Regions from separate parts of the Danio rerio genome. Here region 2 is linked to region 1. Evidence: chromatin contacts called from public HiCAR-type data. All regions are on one chromosome and are shown on one strand. Each heading gives the region's core, a stretch centred on a gene start, on an enhancer-like site or on the middle of the called end of the contact. The rest is flanking DNA. Distances are from core to core; before and after follow the strand shown. Region 1 overlaps LOC141379398 (a long non-coding RNA gene). Region 2 overlaps coq8aa (coenzyme Q8A, genome duplicate a).

The links. HiCAR-type assays count read pairs that join an accessible place to other places.
Region 2: a contact with region 1 is called in a HiCAR-type map of caudal fin, with 6 times the contacts expected there. The contact joins two enhancer-like sites. A contact is called at or near these places in 4 of 18 Hi-C or Micro-C datasets (caudal fin, embryo, hematopoietic stem cells and 1 more) and 1 of 4 datasets of contacts at active chromatin or transcription factors (caudal fin).

The regions. Positions count from the first base shown.
Region 1 is chr20:41,658,028-41,664,923 of GRCz12tu, reverse strand. The region is part of intron 2 of LOC141379398 (a long non-coding RNA gene); the gene reads right to left. Among named protein-coding and RNA genes, the nearest start is that of stum, 59 kb to the right of the region's middle. Within about 2 kb of position 5,308, at least 15 of the 62 cell types and tissues checked have an H3K27ac peak or open chromatin away from gene starts, as enhancers often do. A contact at or near this core is called in caudal fin, where this site is marked.
Region 2 is chr20:41,789,141-41,795,741 of GRCz12tu, reverse strand. It overlaps coq8aa (coenzyme Q8A, genome duplicate a), which reads right to left. Exons shown (of 15, transcript NM_001002728.2): 12 at 3,772-3,879; 13 at 2,410-2,475; 14 at 2,240-2,326. Among named protein-coding and RNA genes, the nearest start is that of si:ch211-245h14.1, 13 kb to the left of the region's middle. Within about 2 kb of position 4,226, at least 1 of the 62 cell types and tissues checked has an H3K27ac peak or open chromatin away from gene starts, as enhancers often do. A contact at or near this core is called in caudal fin, where this site is marked.

The DNA of each region.
Region 1 (6,896 bases), core at 4,059-6,558:
TGAACAAGGATTAATTTTAACTTAATCGCACAACAATATAACTTTTTGATTTGGATAATTTGATATGGATTTTTTAAGGGATAATTCATATGAATTTGTACAATCTCATTCATAGATTTTAGAATGATTTGTTTGGGGTTGGTTTAAGGGACATTTAAAAATCTAACTTTTTTGACCAAATGAAATAGTATGACTTTGTACGAATTAGCCACTTTTCTGATAATACATGATATAATTAAGAGAGATCGGAGAGATCAAGAGATCGGGCTGGTTAATTCAACTAGAGCTGTTTAGTTTCACCTTTTGTAAAAACTTAAGTGAATTAATTTTCAAGTAAAGTCAACTATTTGGGTTAAGAGTGAAGTTTTCACCACTCTATAGGGCAAAAACTTTATTAAGCAATCAATTAGTAAAAGATAAATTTGTATCTTGGGATATTAAGAATGGATATCTGAATTATTTCAATAAAGACCAAGAAGATTCATTAGAAAACCAATATCTTTACCCAGCCCTATGCCCAAGTGGCCACAATAATTAAACTAGAGTCAGGGTTTTTTCTCTCAGGAAGTGGCACCCATTCAAGACAACTCTTTATCTGTCAACAACGCCTTGTCTCGACAGCACTTTGTCTAAGGACTGCAAACTCCATTTGACCTACAACATCTGTTGACCAAAAACGTCAAACATTCCAAGCAAGTTTAAACACTTAAAAAACAGGACTGCAAACGCCATGTAACTTTGGAATCACAATAAAATAAGTGCTTTTCAAACAGCCCAAATGGCATTTTAATAATACAGACGGTGACCTTAACCTTCGTACACATCTGTTAACCAAAAATGTCAACCATTCCGCGCAAGTTCAAACATTGCGGATATACTCACAAAAGCCTTACAAAATGTTGTTCTTCCTTTGAAAAGTGCCTAAGGCCTCCGAATGCTGAGTCTCCCTCTCTTCATGTTTGAGAGAGGAGATTGTTGTTTGCATGACTATTTGCCATGCAAAAGACCCATCCCTGCATACCCCCAAACAATGAGATAATGCTCCAAGCAAAATATCGCTGCCGATAAAAACTAATTTGTTGGTCAGTATGGAAACCATGTGCTGACACAAGCATAAACGCAATCCGTGATTAGCGCTTGTTGATTTAGCCCAGGGCAAGGAACACCCCGGGTGGACCTACAGATGAGAACGTCAGTAGAGGCAGAGGGGCGATTGAGAGGCCACCAATCAAATGTCATCGCAACTTTTTTTTCACCCATTATATATTTGTGACGAGATTTTGTTGTTTTAAATAAATGACCTTTTTACAAAAGCAAACGGAAGAGAGAGGACAAAAGGTTAATGGGTGGTTTATGGAAACTATTCTCAAATGGCTGTCCTACAGATTTCTAAACATGCTGAAAATTGGAAGGAGACATAAAATAGGTCTAATCATAGCTGCTGTGCGTATTTTGTTTTAAATAAGCCTGCCAGTAGAGTGTGCAATACTTAGCACGTCATGATTTTGCCAAGTATGATGCGATCCTGGATTAACATCTATGTTGATCCTGGAACAATTTTTTTTTTTATATATACGAGTTGTTTATTTCATTTTTTTCTTTGTTCTGTTGCTTTTGTCTGTGCTAATGTGTTAACTTAGGTTTTAATATTTTTGGAGATTTTATGCAAATCCTACAAAATTGTCCCAATCAATATAAAATTTATGAATTGTTTCCAAACAGTTAATGAGGTCATATTGTGAAATTATATTTATATCGCAATATACATTGCAGAAATGGTAAATATTGCAATGTAATTTTTTTTCCTATATCGTGCAGCCTTATACTACATAGTACGGAGGTATGCAATTCCAGATGCAGCAAATTGCTTTCATAGTGTAGCGCTTTCTGCGTTCAGTGTGAAATTCTGCTTTACACCATGCAGTGATTACAGCTAAAGGGAGAGTGAAACTAGTAAGCTGAACACTGCTGGGCAGTGGAAAAGTAAAGCCTTCTTTTGAACAATTTTTAGCAGCTGAAAATTCAGTGCATCCTGCATCCTTGATATAAATAGTCTATGTATATCACTTAATTTGCAAAACGAACAAAAACTTGTATTTATACTTGAATTACTATCTACTGATGGCTATTATATTATCCACACTCAAGTTACTAATATATACATGAAACCCAAGCTAAAAAAAGATTGAATTAATTCAATTCAATTCAGCTTTATTTGTATAGCGCTTTTACAATGTAGATTGTGTCAAAGCAGCTTCACATAAATGGTCATAGTAACTGGAACAGTGTGGTTCAGGTTTTAGTGTTTAAGTTCAGTTCAGTTTAGCTGAGTTCAGTGTGATTTAATCATTACTGAGAGTTCAAACACTGAAGAGCCAATTCATCGATGCGTAGCTCTACCAATCCTGAACCATGCGAGGCAGTGGCGACAGCGGAGAGGGAAAAAAAACTTCACCTGATGGGAGTGAAGAAAAAAAAACCTTGAGGGAACCAGACTCAGTTGGGCACGACCATTTTAATTTCTCCGCTGGCAATTAGTTTACCAACAATGCAAAAATATCTAGTAATAAAACATACAACAACAAAGCCCTAAAAATATGACACATATGACAGAAATAATACAAATTATTATTATAGCCACTTATTAAATGCTTTAACATATGTGTAGGTACAAAATGTGTAAATCAAACTTGAACTAGTATTTAAAACTGGGGCCTGTTTGGAAAAAACAAAATTACTTCAACATTTTGAGACATATAAAATACTTACAGCAGCTTTAATGAGGTCTATTCTCCCAAAAAAGACATTTACTTTTCACTAAATCTTAAATCCAAATTTTCCCTAAACAAACTAAAAGTGAAAGTAGGGCTTCCCCTGCTGTTTATGGTGCTGTATTGCAGAGAACAAACAAAACTGACCAAGTCCTCCTTCTTGCCCTTGAGATGTTTTACATTTCATGCCATATTTGTGAAAGGTCAATAATTTGTGGGGATTTCTAGTGGTGTCATATGCTTACTTATATTTATATTTTGTTACATTTTGCACAAGAACACTACATGTAGCTGCGTTGTTGTTTTTTTCTCCTCGTTTGTTTGGCTTTGCCTCCCATATGGTGGTGTAGTGGTTCACTGTAATGTAAGCTAAGCCCATTGCTGTGTAAAAAAAAATGTGCAAATTTCTTCAGAGTGTGCTCTGTCTCTTTAAGAAAATAAATCTCTGAAACCAGTGCTATTTGACCCTGTTGTGTTATGTTGGTCAGGGCCTGTTTTACACAACAAACAATTCTGCTTTAAAACTGCTTCACAGCTGACATTTTTAAGAAGGTAAAATCAGGCAGCTCTACCCTGATGTTTGGCATGAGAATATGTAAAAATGGGAAAACATAATAATGAAGGACCCATATCTTGAAAAATCTCAGAAAAAAATCTATATAGACCACTTACATTTTCCCCCTTTTTATTTATTTAAATAGTCAAAACATACATTCATACATTCACTAATCAACATACAGTAGCTAACAACACAACATATAAACATAGTGCTTTAACATTGTGTACATATCACAGTATTTCTGCAGGTTTCATCAAATCACATTTAAGACTTTTAGGACCATTATGAATTAGATTTTAGACTTATACGAGGCTAAACAATGAGAATTATTATAATGACCAGGTTGGACCAATGCTATTGGAAAAAGTAAATGTAGTTATTTCTTAACCACATATTTTAATGTGTCAAAAGAAGAAATCTCTAGTTTTATAGATTTAATTGTATAAACTTTTTAAATGACAACTTCAACATTGTCAAAAGTATATTTATTTCGAAAAAAAAAACTACACAAATAATCAAAAATATATATTTGTTTGCTTTTGGTCCAAATGAATCGAGTATTATGAAGCCTTAAGTTTTATGCCTATTTTTATAAATATTGCCCAATCACACTTACTTCAGTAAATAGTTTTTTGTGTAAATGGAAGATTGTGTAAATGGATATATATTGCTGTTATTATCATGAGGAATTGTAGAATTGTTTTTAGTTTTCTTTTCCTGATTAGAGAATTAAAAAATAGCTGTAAAATGTCTAACAGCTGTTGTGAAATAAACATCTCTTTGTAATAAAAAACTCCTTATATATAAACACAGTTGAAGTCAGAAATATTAGCCCCCCTGATTTTACCCAATTTCTGTTTAAAGGAGAAGATTTTTTTCCAACACATTTCTAAACATAGTAGTTTATTCTGTAGACTATCGAAAAAATATAAAGCTTAAAGGGGCTAATAATATTGACCTTAAAATGTTTAAAAAAATACAAACTGCTTTTATTCTAGCCAAAATAAAACAAACAAGACTTTCTTCCAGAAGAAAAAAAAATATTATCAGACAAATGTTTTTGATCTGTTAAACTGCCATGGGATATATTTAAAAAAACAAAAAAACAAAAAATCAAATAGGGGCTAATAATTCTGGTTAAAACTGTATATATTCTATTGATTTATTCCAATCGTCATCTATCTAACTGATATTAAGGTCTAGTTGAGTCTCTGTGAAGATCTAAAAGTAGATAATGATGCAAGGTTAGCATATGTACAAGAAATGATTCCACTTTGTTCTTTGTCATCAGGAAAAAGTCCTCATTATGATTTTGTTGAAGAAGGGTAGGAAAAAAGGGAAAATGCTTTTGTGTAAAGTCCCGCACCTGTATATAGAAAAGTGGGCTTTGGGAATTTAAAACTGTAGACCACTTAAAATGTATTATAAGTATATTAAAACTTATATTTATGTGTGTACATGTACACACACACATACACATGATATATATGACATTGAAGACAAAATGATTAGACCCCTTTTAAATTCTAATTCTTTTCAAAATATCTTTCAAGTGATGTTTAACAGACCAAGGCACTTTTCACTGTATTTTCTATTCTATTTTTCTTTTAGAGAAAGTGTTATTTTAGTTTTTGGCTGGAACAATATTTAAAAATAAATTTTAAACACTCATATCGGCTTATAACAGCTTGATTTCTGGGAATAATACACTTTTCAGTTATAGTATATTTAAATTTTTCATACAAAATTAACTGCCACCATACAATTTATTTTGGGCAATATACAAGTCTGATGAGATCAAATCAAATTCATTCCAAATGAGCATCTTAACATCTGCACTCACCAACAATAAGTTATAGTATACAAACACCAAAGTATTCTAAATTACTAATAAGTTGGAAATAACTCCATAAAACAAAGCAGGTTTTGTTCTTACAAAGTGAATAGTCGCCACCTAGTGTCTCTTCTGCTTAATGCACTACTGTGGAAAGTTCACACGATCCAGATTTTCCCTCTTTAGTTCCTGTGTGACACTTTCACATGCACTCCATGAACACTATAAGTTAGATACTATTTAAAATCAATAAAACCCACTCAAAAGTCTACATAATTTTCTGGCAACCATCAGTTCTGACCTGATCAAATAATAGACGATTAGTCAATGGTCCAGCCGAGGTGCACACACAAACAGTTTATCTATTTTTATCTGATGACAGAAAAAGTGAAGGTTAAGCAGCTTAATTTTCATTTTCTCCTCTTGAATAAACTGGACTTCCTTATTTAGTCATACTTGGACTGAGTCACAGCGCTGGCAGAAAGCCTCAGAAATATTAGCCTGGGGAGCAGGAGCTTGGAGAGAGGCCATGTTCAAGAGTCAGGAAGCCAAACGCCCACCAGCCTCACACAAAATACTATACTAATAAAAGGACCATACAGCAAAAACACTCAAAAATGTATGAGGCCCTTGACCCATGGCGATGGCCTACCCACAGAGCACTAGCATCAGAAAGTACAGTGCTGCTGAAAGATAAATTCAGTCCAACTTCAGATCTGAGGAACAGACAGAGCTCAGGGGAGAAAAACACTGTCAAACACAAGGAGATTTCAGTCATAATTCAGGGAAAGTAGAGACTTTAGTATGAATGGAAAAAGTGAGTACTGTCACAGTGAAAAGGCATTCGGGTTTAATTTAGGATTTACTGAATTAGAGAAAACATTTGATCTACACTAGAAAAAAAAGGCTTATTCAAACTACTTATTTAAAATGAGCTGAAAACATTAGGTACAAAGAATTAAAGAATCCTAAAAGGGAAAACCAAGCTAAGATATTGAGATGGGTTGAACATATTCAATTTCAACCAGCAAAACAAGATCTAAGATTCAAACAATGGAGTTTGCAAGGCATAACACCCTTTAGTCTCATCACTACTGACAATGAATTAGAAAGTTTTCAACAACCTTGGAATACACATAGCTTAAACAAGACTTTTTCCATTGCTTTCAAGTTAGAGACTACTTCAGTAAAAACATAAGAGATTCCTAAGACATAAAAACAACACAGGTATTTATAGATACTTACAAAAAGGTTCATAAGAAACTAGTATCAAGAATTTATTCTTGTCTGACATTAACAAAGAAACACTCAACAATGTATATAAAACAGAAAACATAATTCTAACAAATGAGGAATGATTAACCATTAGGGAAACACAGTTTATTACAATTCATTCAGATTCATGAAGGGAATGTATTTGGAAAAATGTAATCAGGTTCTTTATGACACCTAAAATAAAATACTTTCAAACTAGAGATAAAATAAAATGGTGAATGCAGGAGAAAATGTGAAAATGTATTGGCTGATCATTTCCACATATTTTGGGATTGTAATATCATACACACCTATTTGCAAGATTTGAATAAAGAGATAAATGCAATAATGGGATTGAATCTGGAATCGTTTAAAAATTACAATTACCTAGGAATTTATACTTCAAAAATACCAAAAATGATGCATATCTTCTTAAAACACTACTAACAATTAGCAAAAAGGCAACTACAAAGAAATG
Region 2 (6,601 bases), core at 2,977-5,476, 130 kb before region 1:
CTCCTCAGTGTCAGTATAGGGTGCATGTTCATGAGAGCGCTGTACTGTTTGTGTGTGTCATACTTGGGTGTGCTGCATGACATATAACTCGTATGCTTAGTTTGAAACAGAGAAAGTAGAACATGTGCATCTGGGAAGAGTTGCACCAGCTTTTCATAAGTTCTTTCTTCAACTATAACTTAAAGTCCACACTAGGGGCTTAATAACTTCTCGCTAGTTTGTAACTAAATTTGTTCTTACTTTGGTTGCACCACATGTTCTTAAGGCAAACCGTAGTTGGTAGGATGTAAGCTCTCCGTAAAGTCATGCGTAGTGTCATTGAGTGACGTAATGTCCAATAAAAAGCATTACAATTGTTAAACTGCTTTGGAATATGTTTATATATAATGGTCCTATGAAAATTAAATAATAAAATATATTTTTTATTTTACATTAGAGTCAGTCACTAATAACAGACACGCATGTCTGCATTGTGAGCCGTGAATGCACGCAAAATATCAACGCAATCTCACGTCAATTAAGTATGATTTGCTCATCACCCAATGACGGTTGGATTTAGGGGTGGGGTTGGGTGCCACGCCTCCTTTCTAAAATCTTACAACTAAAATTTGTACAAATTAGCCACTAAACTTACAAAACTAAAATCCTTGCGTTTTCTCGTGAAAAACACATGAAGATATCAAAACATTAAACTTGATTTTTTTTCTATATCCTACACGTCAAAGAGAAAAGAGCAGGGAGAAGAACTCAGTCATGAAGAAATTCTCGTTTTAATTAATTGAGAATTAACATAAAAAACACTCTACACTTTTCACAAACTGAAAAAAAGCAAGATTTGGAAGGAAATAAGGCCGTAAATAGAGGTAGATCATTCTTCATTATGACCACGAGCTCCTCAATGTAAATTTGTCTCACTGTCATCTCTTTTTTACCGTTATACGTGGGGGAAGGCTGCCGTAAATATTTATTTGAAACGTAGCGTTACGTTTAAACCAAGTTCAGTGGTGCAACACAAAAATATTTACTAGTGCGTAAAGTCACAACTAGGCTACGTTTGAACTCCTGGGGTATACACAAATGCACAGTGCTTGTGAACGTGCACCCTTTACTGACAACAAGAAACAAACAACTGATGAATAAAGTTACTATTTTAGTTTTATGTGCACAAAGTTAATCTTGTAGCTTCATAATTTTCTGTTTAAATCAATGAAGAGTAGACACATGTACTGTTTTGATTTTATTTTTGGGCAACCCTTCTGGATTTCTAAATCGGAAAGCTTGCAGTCTATGGAGGCTGATTTCTATGGAGATTTCATAAAATAAAAAAAATCTTATTTTGTATTTTGAAAATGAATAAAGGTCTTGTGGGACTGGAATGAATAGAGGGTCTGTAATTACTGACAGAATTTTCATTTTTTGGTGAACTATCCCTTTAAAGCTGCAGTCCATAAACTTTTTAGATGAAATATTAACCAAAAATTAGTTTTAAAGCAAGTACATAATCAGCCATTGTTCAGAATTATCATAAGTATCCTACCCGAATGTTAATCTTGTAATAAGAATTTCTAATTTGAGCCAGTAAGGAATTACAAGTTACTCAAAAATATTTTTGGAAATGTCAGCAGTCACTCAGACTCAAGCTAAGGAAACAGTTCAGATTTCGAAGAACTGTTGAGCCTGTGAAAATCAAATATATAAACTAAGCAATTTTATTGAGTGGGTGATATTAATTTATTAATGGTTTCTCATGGTTTATGTAAAAATGGAAAGTTGATTATTTATTCAATTTACAAGATTTAGTCTTGCAAAACAATGCATTTTACAATTAATTAGTGTTTTAATAACAATTTCATAAGCATCATTTCACTGTATGATTATATAAACTTCCGTATCAGTTATCTGAACCAGATACAAATCGTCCTAAGAACCTGTTTGTAGATTCAGATTTTGTTGTTCACTAAGGCTGTAGATTAAAGCTAATAAAGATATGAATAATGTAAAGTCCAATTTTTAGACCAGACCAATCCCTGTGCTTTAAAACAGAACGTATCTCAGGAGCAGTACGTAATCATTTAATGTTGGTTAACTCTTAAAATGCTTTTGACTTTGATTTTAAGAATTAACAACCCAGATTTCAGCTGAAAAAATGTTATATTTTCGCTTAATTTTTCTCAAGTGTGTGTTTTCTGAGTGTGTAGAGAACAGGAGAAAACAATAAAACATCAGCTTATATTCTTACCTTTGACTCATAACCAGTCAAAAACTTCATGTCTATGGATTGCTTCAACACTCCTTCTCGATTACCATCTGCCGCAGCCTTAATGATCTGTTTAAAAGACGAAGGTCATCAGTCTACAAGGGAAAAAGTTTTATTCACACAATCGTTTACCTTCACTTTTATGGGTTTACCTCAATATAAACATCAGTAAAACTCTCATCAAACCCTCTCGTCGCACCGAAATCAAGTAAAGCAACCTGTGGACAGAAGAACAAGTTCAAACACTCTGACATATGAGAACAAAACATATTTACCTTTTATTTACTGTACTCAGAATAATAAAAGTCCTAATTTATTATTTATTTATTTATTGCCACATCAGCAACTTATGACTATTTTGTGGCAAAATGGATATCCATACGATATTACATGATGAAAACAAATTCGAATTACAATCAAAAGTTACTTAGACAAATATATATAAAATATAAATAAATAAAATTCTCAAGTTAAATATTATTTTTCTGTTCAATTTTTGATAAATAATTAAAGATTTTTCCTGCTGGTACTTTTTTAAAAATGTCCAAAGTATAAAAGTCCTAATATTAAAGAAGTTATAATACAATATACAGCAATTTGTTACTAAATTATCTATAATACTTTTTATATCATAAACATAACATTACATTTACACTACATTTTCATTTTCTATACAACTAGATTTCTCTGTACTTAACTCTAAAGTACAGTAAAAGTAACTACAATATTAAATGAATAAAAACAATGAACAAAACATTCTCAAATACAAAAAACAAAACAAAACAAAAAAACTAAAAAGAAAACCAAAAAAAAATTAATATATCATGCAGCAATTTTTTAAAAATACATTCCTAATATGAATACTTGGATATATATTAATATATGAAGTCAAATCACTTGCCTTTCACTTATTGTACAAAAGCACTTGACAAATGTAAATGTACAATAAACTTCTATCATGTAATACGACAAATAATATTATAAATAAATGAAACACTTATATATACACGTTGAGAGATGAAGACAACTTTTAAAACCTTTTTGATTTTTTTGACAACATGCTACAATATCTATCTTTCAATACTAATAATTAGAAAGATTACTTTTATTTTAAAAAAACAGCATATTGGAAAGGTTTCTGGAGGATCGGGTGACACTTGGAAACATCATGAATCACAGGACTAAATTAAATAAACTATAATAAAGTGATTAGTTTTAAACTTAATTAATTTTAGGTTTATTTCAAATTTGGCCACATACATATTCTTTAACTACAGCTTTCTAAATGCTTATAACAACAACAATAAAAATAATAATAATAGTCAGAAACCCAAAAAAGCGAACAAATTAAAGTATACAAATTATGTAGTGACAAAAACAAATCTAACAATTGAAGATAAAAAGTACTCTGGTTTAAATTGACATTAAGACTTATCGTTTGATTTTTAGTGTAAAAAAAAATTATAAATACTATGAAAAAACCGACACTGATCCAGACTCTCTCGCTCTCTTACCCGATGTGTTTGTGGATCATAAAAGAAATTGGACCAGTTGGGATCCGTCTGCATGTATCTGAACTCGAAGAGCTCTCTCAGACACAGATTCAGGATGTTTTTACAGATCTGATCATTAAAAAAATAAAAAATAAAATCAGCATATTATCCACAGTATACACAGTCATGTCATAGATCAGCTTCATCTCCAAACAAAGACTGTTTTAGTGCAATGTTTACGTCAACCCATATAACTGATGCGCATTTAAATCATATTGGTATGGTCTGTTTATACATTTCAATCACAATAATTGCCTTCATGTCTGTCAGTGTACACGACAGCTTCTACTCTGGGATTTTTTTCAACATTTGACTGAATTTATACTTAATTCCTTGGCTTTTTAACGTCATGCTCTTTTATTTACACTTTGTCCTTCTGATGCCAGCAAACTCTTCCACCAGCAGGTGGCGATGAAGTGTCAGGAAAACAAAGTCCCACCTCAGATTTTGACGTGGCCTGATACCACAGCACTTTTTAATGGGCCTTTATTTATATAACTGGCCAAACTGTACATGTGGAAAATATTTTTCAGCCCAGTTGGGTGAGAACTCATTAATGAGTGAATACTGTTTATAAAGACAGATGCACCTTAGTTTAATAAAATAATAACAATAATACAAATATATTTCATTTTTTAAAAAATCTATTAAATACATCACACTATAGAGACAGTAGGGCTGCACGATATTGGACAGAAACTGACATTGCAAGGTTTAGTTTTCTGCGTTATGAGTAGAATTTCTTAAGAGGATGCGTCTGGCTCAATTTGGAAAGAATTCATAGTTTTATATTAAACATAGCATTTTACAGTTTTCTGGAGCTGTATTCAGGTACATGAATTACGTAATCAAATGTAAACAAACAAACAAACAAAAACAAAAAAGTCTTTGTTGTATAAAAAAATAAACAATCTTGATTCATTAAAATGTTATGAATTATTATCACAAATGGTTTAAATACACTTGAAATCCTACAGTCAAAGGCCTTAAAAACAAAAGCAATTGAAAGTTATTTACTCTTTTATGGTTAATCTTCATTATGTGGTCAATTATTATCCCACTCATATTTCCTAATGGATGAATAAGCTGTAATTTTAACTTTTGCAGATTCTGCAATGTGATTATTGTGCATTTGCACATTGCGATATTGATGCTGAAACGATATATTGTGCAGCCCTAATAGAGACATTTGTGTTTGCATCAATGTTGTTTTCGTGTAACTGAAATTACAATCGAGGTTTTTATTTATTAAAAAAAAAAAAATGCAATGTAATTTAATTCAATTGTACATTTAATTGTAACTTCAGGTAGGCTTGTCACAATATTCAATATATCAACTTATTGCACAACACATGGACTTGACCTCAATCATTTTTGCTGATGCAATGTATATCAACCAAACATAAAAACCAATTCTAGCAACATTTCAGCTGATCTTGCATCTTCATCTCTATTGGAGGTGTCAGTATAGTTAAGAAACACTATAATATTTACTATAAATGACTATAGTTTAATTTCATGTGGGTGCCTGATGACTGAAAATAGATCTGGTAGCAGATATCGCAGCCACTGTTACTTTTTACCTTTCACTTTTTTTGTTAACATTTATTATTATTTATTTAGCATACGTGTTTTTACATTCTGATTCCAATGCCTAATTTTTATATTCTTAGAATGACTATAATTAAATTAAACATTATTAAGAATATTAATAGAAAGAGTGCACTTGCATTGTGACGATAGATTGCCAATCTGGCATTTAATGAGTGGCATAAAATGGTCTTAAAATGACAATAATATTGTTAAATCACAATATATTTTGGTGCAATCTATTGTACGACAAAAAATAGATATCGTGACAGGCCTAATTTCAGTAAAGTTTTAGTTCTGTTGTGCGTTTACAGCTTATATTAGTTAGTTTATTCGGTCTAAACAGTTCTTATATTATTTAGCTGTATAAATAAAAATAAAAAAAGTTATTCCACAAACTAGGACTGAACAATAAATCATTTGAGCATTGATATCGCAACGCGTGTATCCCATCCGCAATATTCATATCACAGGATTTAATTATTTATTAAAGATTAAAGGACTACGATATTATTAAATATAATTTCATTCCATGATGACCATGTTATTTTACATTTGATTGTCCAATATATTTCAATACTGTTGGACTCCCCAGAAACCCATAAAGCACTATTTATTTAAATGGTATTGTTTTTATACATGCTTGTCTGTTACTATTTTGTATGCAGATGCACTGCATAGAAAGAGGCTTGATCATCGCAGTGGATCTAATTAATTTAATTTTTCCAAAAAAACAAAACAAAAAAAAAAAGCGATTCAAATTATATCTATATTGCAACATATATTTAAAAAATAATAAATAATAATAATAATAATAAAATATCAGAATGTCAAATTTTCCAACATCGTGCTGATCAACTAGTGAAATTATATCTATATTGCAACATATATTAAAAAAATAATAAATAATAATAATAATAATAATAAAATATCAGAATGTCAAATGTTCCAACATCGTGCTGACCTAACACACGCTTTAATCCTAAAACGAATATGTAACAAACATTATAGCTCTGATTCATATTTAGTTTAGGTAAGACGTTTGCCATATAGTTATAGAAATTTAAGTTTAGATGACAATATTAATGTCTTGTGAATACGGATTTATTGCTCTGTGCATCAGAATAAAATGCATTTTCCCCTCTGATATGAGCTCCACATTCACATTTATTAAATAAGAGCCAGAAAAGCATGATGCCTC